Linked DNA regions of Zea mays: region 2 is linked to region 1. The links are chromatin contacts, called in public Hi-C maps. All regions are on one chromosome and are shown on one strand. Each heading gives the region's core, a stretch centred on a gene start, on an enhancer-like site or on the middle of the called end of the contact. The rest is flanking DNA. Distances are from core to core; before and after follow the strand shown. Region 1 holds the start of LOC103634735 (AAA-type ATPase family protein). Region 2 overlaps LOC100384700 (nuclear cap-binding protein subunit 1).

Evidence for each region. Hi-C and Micro-C count contacts between places; a contact is called where the count stands out from the background.
Region 2: a Hi-C map of endosperm shows a contact between it and region 1, with 2.9 times the contacts expected there. The contact joins the enhancer-like site here to the promoter of LOC103634735 in region 1. A contact is called at or near these places in 2 of 25 Hi-C or Micro-C datasets (bundle sheath and endosperm).

Annotation. Positions count from the first base shown.
Region 1 is chr1:58,150,839-58,156,833 of Zm-B73-REFERENCE-NAM-5.0, forward strand. LOC103634735 (AAA-type ATPase family protein) reads right to left here and starts at 3,007. Exons shown (of 28, transcript XM_008657320.3): 1 at 2,584-3,007; 2 at 2,324-2,489; 3 at 2,042-2,232; 4 at 1,329-1,445; 5 at 1,128-1,259; 6 at 657-834; 7 at 301-481; 8 at 14-135. The coding sequence starts at 2,745.
Region 2 is chr1:59,150,655-59,156,644 of Zm-B73-REFERENCE-NAM-5.0, forward strand. LOC100384700 (nuclear cap-binding protein subunit 1) reads left to right here. Exons shown (of 19, transcript XM_008657372.3): 6 at 5,514-5,690. Among protein-coding and RNA genes, the nearest start is that of LOC100384700, 9.8 kb to the left of the region's middle. Within about 2 kb of position 1,852, at least 1 of the 20 cell types and tissues checked has an H3K27ac peak or open chromatin away from gene starts, as enhancers often do. A contact at or near this core is called in endosperm, where this site is marked.

The DNA.
Region 1 (5,995 bases), core at 1,757-4,256:
CACATGCATATACCTGTTGGGCCAGATAGCAGCACTCGTTGACTAAGAGAAGATATATCTTTTGTAAACTTCAAGTAGTCTTTGCAGTGTAAATGTACATATGCTGATGACATGAGGGCACATTTGGTATGATCACTGTGGGGACAATAATAGGAAACATAATTACAAGTGCAGATTCATCAATGAACTTAGATACTGGAATACGGATAGTCCTAGAATGTGAACGGTTAAGTTTCAGATTTCCCTGATATACCAAAGTATTTAGATTTCTAGCACAAGGACTATCAAATGTATGCTTACCTTAGATAATATGGGCAACTATCAAATGACTCAAAAATGTCACTCGCGTCAACCGTTGCATTTATCAAATCCTCCTTTATTAGCTGAAACCGACCAGATGATATATTATCTTCGGAGCTATGCTGGCTCTGGCCCTCCATCGTTTTACATAAATTAAGCAGGAGTGGATCTGCTGATGAACCTGCAACAGTGTTTAAATAATAAATGTTAAATCAATTGTGAACAAAAAATACTGTGCAGCAAGCACTGGGGGTGCTATGTCTGTACTATCCTATAAACAGCTGTGAATTTCAAAACTCTGGGACTAAGAAGCAATAGTTTACAAAGAAACAACAATGGCAAATATGAAGTCTCACCACTAGGCAACAATGAAGACCGACCTCTTCCAAAGTAAATGGTTGGGACTTTGTGCCCTTTAGATGATAAATGACCCTGAATATCTTTGAAATGTGAGCACTGCCCCTGCTGGATACTACTGCAAGTGGAGGATAATGCTGGAGTGCTTGATTTCTCCTGATGAAGTTGCTCAAATATCTACCATTACATTAAGGAAATAAAAACTTCCAATGACAAATGTTACTTCTTTGACCATCATTACATTATATTTATTACGAACAAGTCCAATAAAAATCAAGGTTCATTTGTGTTTAGCCGGTTAGCCTGAATCATAAAAGTAAGATGCTCCCTTTGTTTTAAAATATGATGTTTAAGACAGGTAATTAGTTCCTTTGTTAACTATTTAACCTGTCCAGGTGTCATACATTTAAAAAAAACAAAAACATAGGAAGTATTTAATAGATAAAGAAATAGACAATAGAAAAGGATACATAAGCATGCCTCACTGGTGAACGGAAGATAATTTCATCTCCTCCATTTAAGGTAACCTTGGCAGCCTTGTCCAAAGATTTCCCATTGACACGGACAACTTTGGATTCAAAGACTTCAAGGAGTGCACCTCGCTAGAAAAAAATGTCAGAATAAAAGGGGAACAAATGCAGGGAAAAAAACTAAAAATAAATTCATAGTACCTTAGCCTGCTTCAGTCTACAAACAGGTGAGGCAGTGGATGATTCGCCCAGTCTGAAATCATGATGTGCTCCATGACCGATAGTGAAAAGCGCACCATAAATAGAAAGGGTAGGGTGCTGTTGAAAAAAAATACAGCAGATGACAATCCATTGGTATATGATAAAAAGTTCAATCATTTTAGTTGCTCCAAAGAGCAATAATGAAGTTCGTTAACTCACTGAAAGGCACCTTAAATCCTAAATCTTATACAATATCATATGCACACAAGCACTAACAATGGGACATTGAAGTTTCTCAACAAATGCAGCCAAACGTCACATCACATACAGCCTATCCAATAAAGCAAAAATGAAGCACAAAACATCTTAATAACCTTGGCACTGAGATAGAACTATGTATGAAATTATTTTTCCACAAACAGAAAGTAAACAGAAAGTGTATCTGTGTATATTGCAACTGAATGGGGTTGGATGGTGCTTTCTTTAAAGTTACAAGACTCAGAGCAGATAGAGAACAGGTAAGGTTCAAGGTAGTATTGCATATTCCTGAGTTCTGATATGAGGTTTTATATGGTATTTCTATAGCAATTACAAAGAACGATTAACATGTGCCATGTAGTTTTTGGTAATTAAGGTCTCATCCAAAGCACGAGAGATCATGGGTGAGTTCTACTAATTGAAAGAGAAGTGAAAAGACAGAAGAGAAGTCGCACCATGGTATATTGTGAAATTAGTCTGCACCAGGGCTCCTGACGCCTGCTGGTGGCTGCCGCCTGTGGCTTATTCAATATCCCAGCCACATTATCCTTGGTTTTCTTTATCTTTGCTGATAAATCCTCCGATAAATCCATGGCTCTCTTTATCTTCGCCGTTATATCTTTATCGTTAGTGCCCCGCTTATGCCCTACACAAACAAGGGAACTCATCAAACCCTAAGGCCCGAAGCCAAAAACCGAAAGAACGCCGTAGGCACATCGTAGGGACAAGGCTCATACCGGCCGGATTGGACTGACCCTCCTTGGGCCTCAAGAGGGCCTCCAGCTTGTCCATGGCGCCGGTCAGCGCCTGCAGACCAGCCGTGTTGGGCAGTGGGCCCGCAACGGTGCCGACTTCTGCCGGCGCCACCAACGGCTTCTCGGTGTCCGCCTCCGTGCACCCAACCTACCACCAGCGAGATCGCAATAACAACAAAAACCAGATCAAAACCAGAGACCTGAAGGGGCTACATGCATGGGGGATGGAGGGAGATCCGGACCTTGGCTCGCTTCGGGGGCTGCGACGACGCGACATCGTCACCCGCCCTCGGACCCGCCCCCGCGTTCTCCGCGGGAGCCGATGCAGGCGATGCCGGCGCCCCCTTATCCTCTTCCCCCGCCGCCGGGCGCTTCGCGGCGGCGCTCCGCCTCGTCTCGACCATCTCGCACCAGCGGCGACGGCGACGCGAGAACACGCGAGAGAGAGAGAGAGAGAAAGGGGCGAAGGGGAAGACGAAAGGAAGCGGAGTAGAATACAAAACCGAAGGATTCTTTGGATTAGTAGTAATGCATTAGTAGGGGAAGCGGAATAAAAATAAGGCGGCCGCCGCGACCACCAATCACACAACAGCGGCGCGACAGGTGAGACTGTGCTGTCCAGTCGATACTCGATAGAGAGGCCGCCTCGTGCAATTGGGGAAATTCACGGAAAATCCTCGTCTTGCGTGGTGTATAGGGTCTGTTTGGTTGGACTGTAGCTGTGAAAAAAAACTGTTGTGGGTTGTAAGCTGTGAAAAAAACTGTTGTAGGCTGTGAACTGCTAAAAAGCTAAAAATCGTTCGGTGGAAACCACTAAAAGTCGCTAAAAATTCTTCCATATATATTTTCACAGTTCCACCTAAAAGCTGTTAAAAGCAGGTCCAGATGTGCTTTCAGTTTTGCACTACAAGAAAGTCAGCTTTTAGAAAAAATTGCTTTCCAGATTCAGCCCTTTGGTTTGACTTTTAGGGGGCAAAAGTCAAAGCCAAAAGCCAAACCAAACACACCCTTAGTTCGGATGGGATTTTGACTTATTATAAATTTAAATTGATTTAATTCGGTTTAATCCACATGTATTAGCATTAAACAAATAAGTTCTAAGAGTATGTACAATCCTCATACTTTGATTTGGTTTCCCAAGTACAATAGATAGTTAAGACACTGTATAATACAACACTGAAACGTTAGGTCATAAATATAGCTAAGAGACAACATGTATGGTGGTGAAGAGACAGAATCTTGACAAATAGTCTGTCTTTTGTATTTTTTAAAATAACCCTTTATAGACCCTCCAAGAGATCTAATATTAAACTAGGTGAGTACCCGTGCGTTGCAACGAGAACATATAATACCATGATAATTTATATACAAAATGTGTCTTATATTGTTATAAGAAAATGTTTCATAATCCATTTGTGATCCTAGCCATACATAAATTTTGTTATTTTAATTTAGCTGTTTTACTACTACATTGCAACCATCAGTGTCATGCAGACTTTGATATATGTCACGATTTGCATGGTCTCATCATTGGAGAGCACATATCACACCTGCCGGTAGAAGTTCTGTCGTACATCATTAGTCATCAGACACGCACCACCATACACGCTTGCTTAAACAAAAAAAGGCAAGTGTGTGTTTGTGAAGAGAATTAAAGGCAGACCGGCACAAAAGCTACCCCGACGATGGCGAGTGGTCATTGTTGTCGGTCCTCCTCTGCGTCACCTCCGGCGCCTAGATGACGCCATAATCCTTGATATAATAGTCGTCGAATGCGCACGACATGGTGAGTACGGATGACTCTTGGTTGGGCTGCCAAATGAAGTGCACCTCGGGCTCATCAGCGAGGTAGTACATCTGGTCGTTGCACCACCGGATGTGCTACTCCTCTACATACATCTTGTTCGAGGACACTCACACAACAGCAGCAATGTCCGTCATCCTAGCGCATAAGAATTCATGGCCGGTCAGTAGCGACTTATGTGACAGGTTGGGCTTCAGGTGGATGATGAACTGGACGGCGTGATGGTGTCGTCGTCGGTTGCGGTGCCCAGAACAACCCGAGAGTCGTTGGCATTGGCAACAACCATGAGGTCCCCCAGTTTGACGATGGACAGCGCGGTGCAGCCGCTCTGGACCGCGTCCAAGCGGCGGTTGTGCTGGAGCTTGCCGTACACGGCGGCGCATGCAGCCACGGGCCACGTAGGACTGCTTCCAGAGGTCGAACTGGTAGTCGCCAAGCTTCTTTTCGTCGTCGATGAGCGATGCCAACGCGAGCGCCTCATGCTAGTGGTGTTTGTTCGGAGTTTCCAAGTAAGAAACATGGATTCATCTTTGTCATTGGTTTATGAAAATGACTCATAAGTCAGATCCATGGAAAAATATTACGGAGAATAAATGTCACGCATGCAAAAAAGGAATTTAAGTTGAAAACATTATTCAAACAAAAGAAATTTCATGCAAGGCTCTTCTTTAAATACTACTCCCTCAATCCAAAAATATAATTTAATAATCTCGGTGATACTTATCTACTACTACCCATTGTGTTAGGGTAGCAGGTGGGCTTCGAGAGAGATGTAGTATATGTTTTTACTATAATAGATCTAGACATAAACACATGTGTGGTGTAGTGGTAGCTATGAGCACATTTGCTTAAGGGGTCGTGGGTTCGAATCCCCTTGGGGCCATTTGTGTTTTTTTAATTTAATTTTAGCTAGGCGTGGGATGTACGTGAAAGAAAACAGGGAATGGTGAGAATGGACTGTGTGGAGAGGGGGGAATCGAAAAAGCAGAACAGGCAATGGGATTCCCAGAACACGGAATGGCAGCCTACCCGGGCATATACAACCTATAGCTCATTGTTTAGTTTTTCAAGTAAAAGAGACTGCAAAAAAACTCCATCATACAATGAGTTGTTTTTAAAATTAGTCACATCATTAACATAATTAAGAGCCAATATGTGTGGGCAGTGGTGTAGATACGGACTCTCTCTTGTGTTTTTTTTCATTTAACCCTTAGAGATCCCTAAAAAGATGTGATATTAATTGGAGTTATACATGTCCTAATAGCACTGGTACTATCCCACTAAAGCCAAGAAACCTTATGCATCTCAAATCCCTACGTCTTGCACCGAAATAAAAGACTGAGTTGCCCCTCGTCTCTTACCCCTTCCCAACATAACATCAAGATAGTCTAACTCTAGAACGAAATGGCCCTCAATGTCCATTAATCAAATCAATCACATCCAAACAAGATCATAAAGAGAACTAGGGATGAAAACGGCCGGAAACGGATACTTATTTGGATATCAATTTTTTGATTAATTGCAAATAAATAGAATATAGAATCTATTGTATAAATTTATATTCTTATTTTTAGCATTAAACTTGTAAATATTCATAAAAGATAAACCTCAAATTTATCAATATTTTCTTAAATGATAGATATAAAATTCGAATACAAATTTGAATATGAATTCAAATATTTACTAGTACAGTGCCCTATGCTTTGTAACGACATACAAATTATTCGATTAAAACAATGCACAACGATTGTATGGTAGTTGTTCTACAATAGGGCAGTAGCTCACAGTTTGAATCATAGACATAGTTCGAGTCCACACTTCCATTATTGGGTTCTAACATCACTATTCTA
Region 2 (5,990 bases), core at 602-3,101, 1.0 Mb after region 1:
TAAGGTGGCACCTAACTATAGAAAGATAGATGTGAAACACCACACACCTTTAGGTGGGCGCTGACCATGGTTTTTAAAGCGGTAAGGCGGTCCAAGGCGTTGGAGCACCGCCTGGACGCCTAGGCGACGCCTTAAGAACAGAGGAGCTGACCATATATAGGGCCAATATGACTTGGTGTTATAGATGCTTTTGTGGGCTACCGGTTTTCTAGGCGCAGGAAAGGGAAGCAGAGAACGATCAGTTCTTGAATCATAGGAGAAGATAAGTTTCCTTAGAGGATGGGTTTCCTTTTGTATTATTTCCTAAATAATAGCAGAGGATTAGTTCTACATTAGGATGCACCAGGATGCCTGGCACTATAAGGGCGGACTAGCATCATTTGTAAGAGGCATCCGAGAAATAAAGATCTTCACCTAGGGCGGGATCATCTTGGATCATCCTGGCTAGGCACAACGTCGGTGCAGGTGATCTGGGTGATCATCTCCCTCCTCCCCCCTACGCTCCGTGTCATTCCCATCTTCCTCTCCACTCCCCCTTGAGAGACACCAGGAGACCTAGGTTACAAGCTTACTAGAGGGAAGTTCAAACAATTTGGTATTAGATTCAGACGACGCAGCGACAACCATGCCCGACGTTGTACTCGATCCTGACGACAAGAAGACCGACGAGAAGTTGGATTTTCTCATGGACGCAATGAATCGGATGTTGGGCCAACTAACCACCATGAATGGCCGCCTTGACACCCATGATCGACGGTTGGCGCAGGTGGAGACAGGGCCAACCGACGGTGTTTAGTTGGAGGACCACACGACGATCGACGACAATGAAGTTCTGCCAAACTACGGCGGGTGCGGCAGTACCAACGGCGGTCGTGGTGGCACCTGTCGCGACCGTGGTGACGACTGTGGTGACTTCTACGGTCGCCATGACCGCCACGCCGAGCCGGAGGGCTATGGCCGCGGGAGCTTCCAGGGTCAGGGTCGCGACAAGGAGGGCGCCGACCGTCCTCCACGACCCAACTTCCCCTCCTTCGACGGAGAATCTGATCCGTTGACATGGATCAACAAATGAAACACATATTTTCTAGGTATGTGCACCATGGCGGAGGAGAAGGTATGGCATGCCTCTTTACACCTTGAAGGGGCAACAACCGAGTGGTACTACGCCTTGGAACGAGATCATGGCGTCCTATCTTGGGCACGATTTGCTGAATACGTCCATATGCGGTTCGAACCACCCATTCAGTCTAATGACATGACCGAACTCAAAGGGGTCGGATTGGACTGGGGGCCAGGTTGGCCGCTCCCAACCGTCCACGTTTCAAGCGTCTCACAACAAAAGAATTGGCCGTGAAGCGGGCGAATGGAGAATGCTACCACTGCCCTGAGAAATACTATGTCGACCACAACTACACCTCAAAAGGGGTGTTCCTGCTGGAGACGGACGACGACATGGATGAGGACGCAAAAGCGGAGGACTTGGTCATTTCTCTCTACGCCCTTACTGACATCGACATCAACAACACCATGAAGCTCCAAGTTCAGGTCAATGATTTGACGTTGGTGGCCTTGGTTGACACAGACTCTACCCACACCTTCATCCAGGAAGCCGTGGCCAGCCAACTAGGCCTCCACGTCGCACCAAGACTGGGGCTCTCCGTCAAGGTGGTGAATGGGGAATTCATCACGAGCAACATGGTATATCCCAAGCTCCGCATTGCCATCGCTGAGGAGGTCTTCGACATCACCTGCTACGACCTCCCTCTAGCTGGCTTCGACATCGTCCTCGGCGTTCAGTGGCTCCGGTCATTGGGGCCCATCTTGTGGAACTTCAGTGCCTTGTCCATGGAGTTTTGGCGACACAGCCGCACCATGCGTTGGGTTGGACTGGGCGCGCCGCACACCTAGTGTGCTGCCTTGTTTGAACCACAGGAGCCGCTACAGGCCCTACTCGCCTCCTACACCGACATCTTCGCTGAACCACACGGTCTTACTCCACCTCGTCGCCACGATCACCGCATCAAGCTGCTTCCAGGGACGCCACCGGTAGCAGTTCGCCCCTACCGCTACCCGCAGTTGTTGAAGGACGAGATTGAGCGATAGTGCGAGGACATGTTGCAGCAAGGCATCATCCGCGAATGCACATCAACATACTCTTCCCCATTGTTGCTTGTGAAGAAGGCCGATAAGTCATAGCGTTTTTGCATCGACTATCGTGCCTTCAACAAGACGATGAAGGATTGTGCGCCTTCATGGTATTCCATGTTCCATTGTGAGTGACCGGAACACAGTTTTACTAGTGCTTTCTGGTCTGAGCTCTTTCACCTTGCTGGGGTCAAGCTGCTCCTTACAATGGACAGTCGGAGGCGGTGAACTGGATTATTGTCATGTACCTACGCTGTTTGGCGGGTGTATCGACCCAAGACTTGGTTACAATGGCTTGCTTGGGCTGAATTTTGTTATAATACCTCATATCAAACTGCTGTCAAATGTACTCTGTTCAGAATTGTGTATGGTCGTGATCCTCCAACCATGTTATTCTATAAGCCGGGGACGACCAAGGTTTCTGCAGTAGACCAGGAACTCCAGGATCGGGACGTTTTCTTGGAAGACATCAAACAAAGGTTACTCTAGGCTCAGGTGACAATGAAGGGTACTCAAGATAAAGGTCGCTGAGAGGTGCAATATGTTGTTGGGGATTGGGTTTGGCTATGTTTGCAGCAACGGTCAGCAGTTGGTGTCACGACAACAGCATCCTCCAAACTAGGGCCTAAGTTTTAGTCCTTATCAAATTCTGCAGCGTATTTGGGATGTCTCATACAAGCTCCAGTTGCTGGCAAATGCTACGATCCATGATGTGTTTCATGTGGCACTTCTCAAGAAGTTTCAAGGTGATCCCCCGTCAGCGCCAGTGCCTTTACCGGCAGTTCTCCATGGCAGGGTGCCCCCTGTTCCATCAAAAGTGAAGGCTCGCTTGAACAGAGGTGTCTCGGAGCTTCTGGTACAGTGGATGGGGCGCGCGCCGTCTGATGCTACATGGGAACAATGTACTGAATTCAAGAGGCGTTATTCAGAGGTCCAACTCGAGAACGAGTTGTTTGTCGGAGAGGAGGGAAACATTATAAATGCTATTGTGGGCCGCCAGTTTTCTAAGCGCAAGAAAGGGAAGCAGAGCCCGATCAGTTCCTGAATCATAGGAGAAGATAAGTTTCCTTAGAGGATGGGTTTCCTTTCGTATTATTTCCTAAATAATAGCAGAGGATTAGTTCTACAGTATGATGCACCAGGACACCTGCCACTATAAGGGTGGCTGGGCATCGTTTGTAAGAGGCATCCAAGAAATAAAGATCTTCCTCTAGGGCGGGATCATCTTGGATCATCCTGGCTAGGCACAACGCCGGCACAGGTGATCTGGGTGATCAGCGCCCTCCTCCCCCCTACACTCTGCGTCATTCCCATCTTCCTCTCCACTCTCCCTTCAGAGACACCAGGACACCCAGGTTACGAGCTTACCAGAGGGAAGTTCATAACACTTGGAGTACAAGGCAATTACAAATCGAGATCCTGAGCCCCCTGTCTGACCCTCAGTTGAACTTGCTGGCTGGTGCCTGTGGGACCACAACTCGAGATCCTAAGGCTCCCCCTTGTTTATATGACGGCTAGCACCATGGCTTTGCCTCCCCTCTTGTCACTTCGTCCAATGGATGCTACAGCCTTTGAGGCTCAGGGTTGTTGGCTTGCTGGCGCCGGCTTATGTTGCTGTTGGTTCGAGCATTGTGTCACACACCCTCGAGGCGCCTGGGACCCCTCAGCATGGGATGTGTTGTGCTCCGAGCCTCCGATGCCATGCCTGACATTGTCGCTGAGCCACACGACCACGAGGGGGACTGTGCGGATGCTACAGTCTACTTTGGGGCCTCTTGAGCAGAGTCACATTGAGGAAAATTCCACCCGGTCACTGATGGTTTACTCCAGGAAAAGATGGCACAAAAAAGACCCCAAGCAGTTCCACCCAAGCAAACTCAATTCCAGATGTCTGTACACTGGTGGAGCTCTCACTCAGTCCTTTGCAGCAGGAGTCACTAGGCCTTTTTCTCACATTCTGCCACAACCGTCGATAAAGAAGAAAAGAATAACGTTGCCAAGCTCACATGCCCAGGCGTAGCAGAAGCCAGAAGGGTTGCTGGTATGAATACTGGTTCGCCTGGGCCAATCGTTACTGATGCACAGAAATAGGTGATCAGGAAATTGGGGTTGCTGCTGAGAATGAGACAATTTCAAGTTCCGTCTGCTCAATAATGCTTTTATCATTCTCTTGCCTAAGAGGTCTGATGCTACTCAAGTCAAGGACTTCTGTCCAAGAAGTCTAATACATAGTTTTGCTGGCTAAGACCATGACCAACAGACTTGCTGCAGTGCTGCGAATATGGTTTCTATGAACCAAAGTGCATTTGTGAAAGGGAGGAACATTCATGATAATTTCCTCCTGGTTCAACAAGTGGCTAGGCTCCTGCATCAAAGAAAGGAACCACATATCCTTAAATTGGATATTAGCAAGGCTTTTGACTCGGTCTCATGGTCTTCTCTTTTAGAGGTGCTGCGACATATTGGTTTTGGGAACAGATGGTGTAACATCATATGTCTGCTCCTATCCATGGCCTCTAGAGTTTTAGTCAATGGAGAGGCAGGATTCCCTATCGATCACCGTTGTGGGCTGAGGCAGGGTGACCCTTTGTCACCAATGCTCTTTATTTCTAGTCATGGTTGTTCTTAACTCCCTAGTGAATCATGCTGCTCGATTAGGTCTTCTCCAGCACAGAATCTCAATCTACCCAGATGATGTTGTGTTATTTCTGCAACTTTGTGCTACTGATCTCTCTCTTATCAAGGTACTTCTGGATGTCTTTGGTCAGGTTTCGGGTCTTGTTACTAGCATTGAGGAAAGCTCAGCTGTGCTAATCAGATGCTCGGCTGAGAATTGTGCCTTAGTGCCAGCATTCTTTCTTGCGAATTTGTAGAATTTCCATGCAGCTATCTGGGTCCTTTGGGGATTAAAAAAGCCAAGCAAAGCTTTTGTGTTTTTTTTCCTCTGGCACCCTTAGCCATGAGGGTCTTTGTAAGGGTGGATCGGGGGGAGCCTTTGTTCCCCGTGTAACTCTCTCTCTCTCTCTCTCTCAATGAAATGACACACGACCCTCTTGCATGTTCAAAAAAAAAGGATAATGGTCCTTTCATATTAGGTTTTGAATTTGCCATCTCCTATTGATACTATTGTTTGAGTTTAAATAAATCAAATCAAATATGGGAAACATGCTTTTGATACCTCTCTCACAAAGAATGTAGGGATTTCTTTCCGATCTTTCTGTTTTTTTATTGCATGCTGTTTTTTTCTTATATCGACTATCAAGACTCTTATGCAGATATTGTGGTTACACACATTATATTTTTGTTGCTTGTTTACTACTTCATTAACGGAAATGTAAATCTTTTTTTTCTTATATACTTATATGTAGATGTGCAGCAAAGTTGTAGTTCCAAGTTCAATCATCGAGACATTTGAGACTCTATTATCATCTGCTGTAACAATATTAGATGATGAGACTGGCAATCCTTCGTGGCAACCTCGTGCGGACTTCTATGTTTATTGTATTTTGGCTTCACTTCCATGGGCTGGTCCAGAATTGTTTGAGGTAACTCTGAGTTACATATGTCACTGACTGTTTAGATGAATCTCCTTGCGTCACACATGCAAAAAGGAGAAGAATATTGTGTTTATGGGTCACTGTTTCATAGTCCATAACCCCCCACACCCCCCACACACAATCCAAAAAAAGCACGCGCACACACAAAAGAAAGAAAAAAGATGGTATGTACATGTTGTATTTTATGATGGCATGGCGAGTTCTACCTTGAAGTTTGGCATGCACTTTTGGATTTTTTGAATGGTTTTCTAATAGATGAAGTAGCCTTTTAGTGTTATCCAATATCCA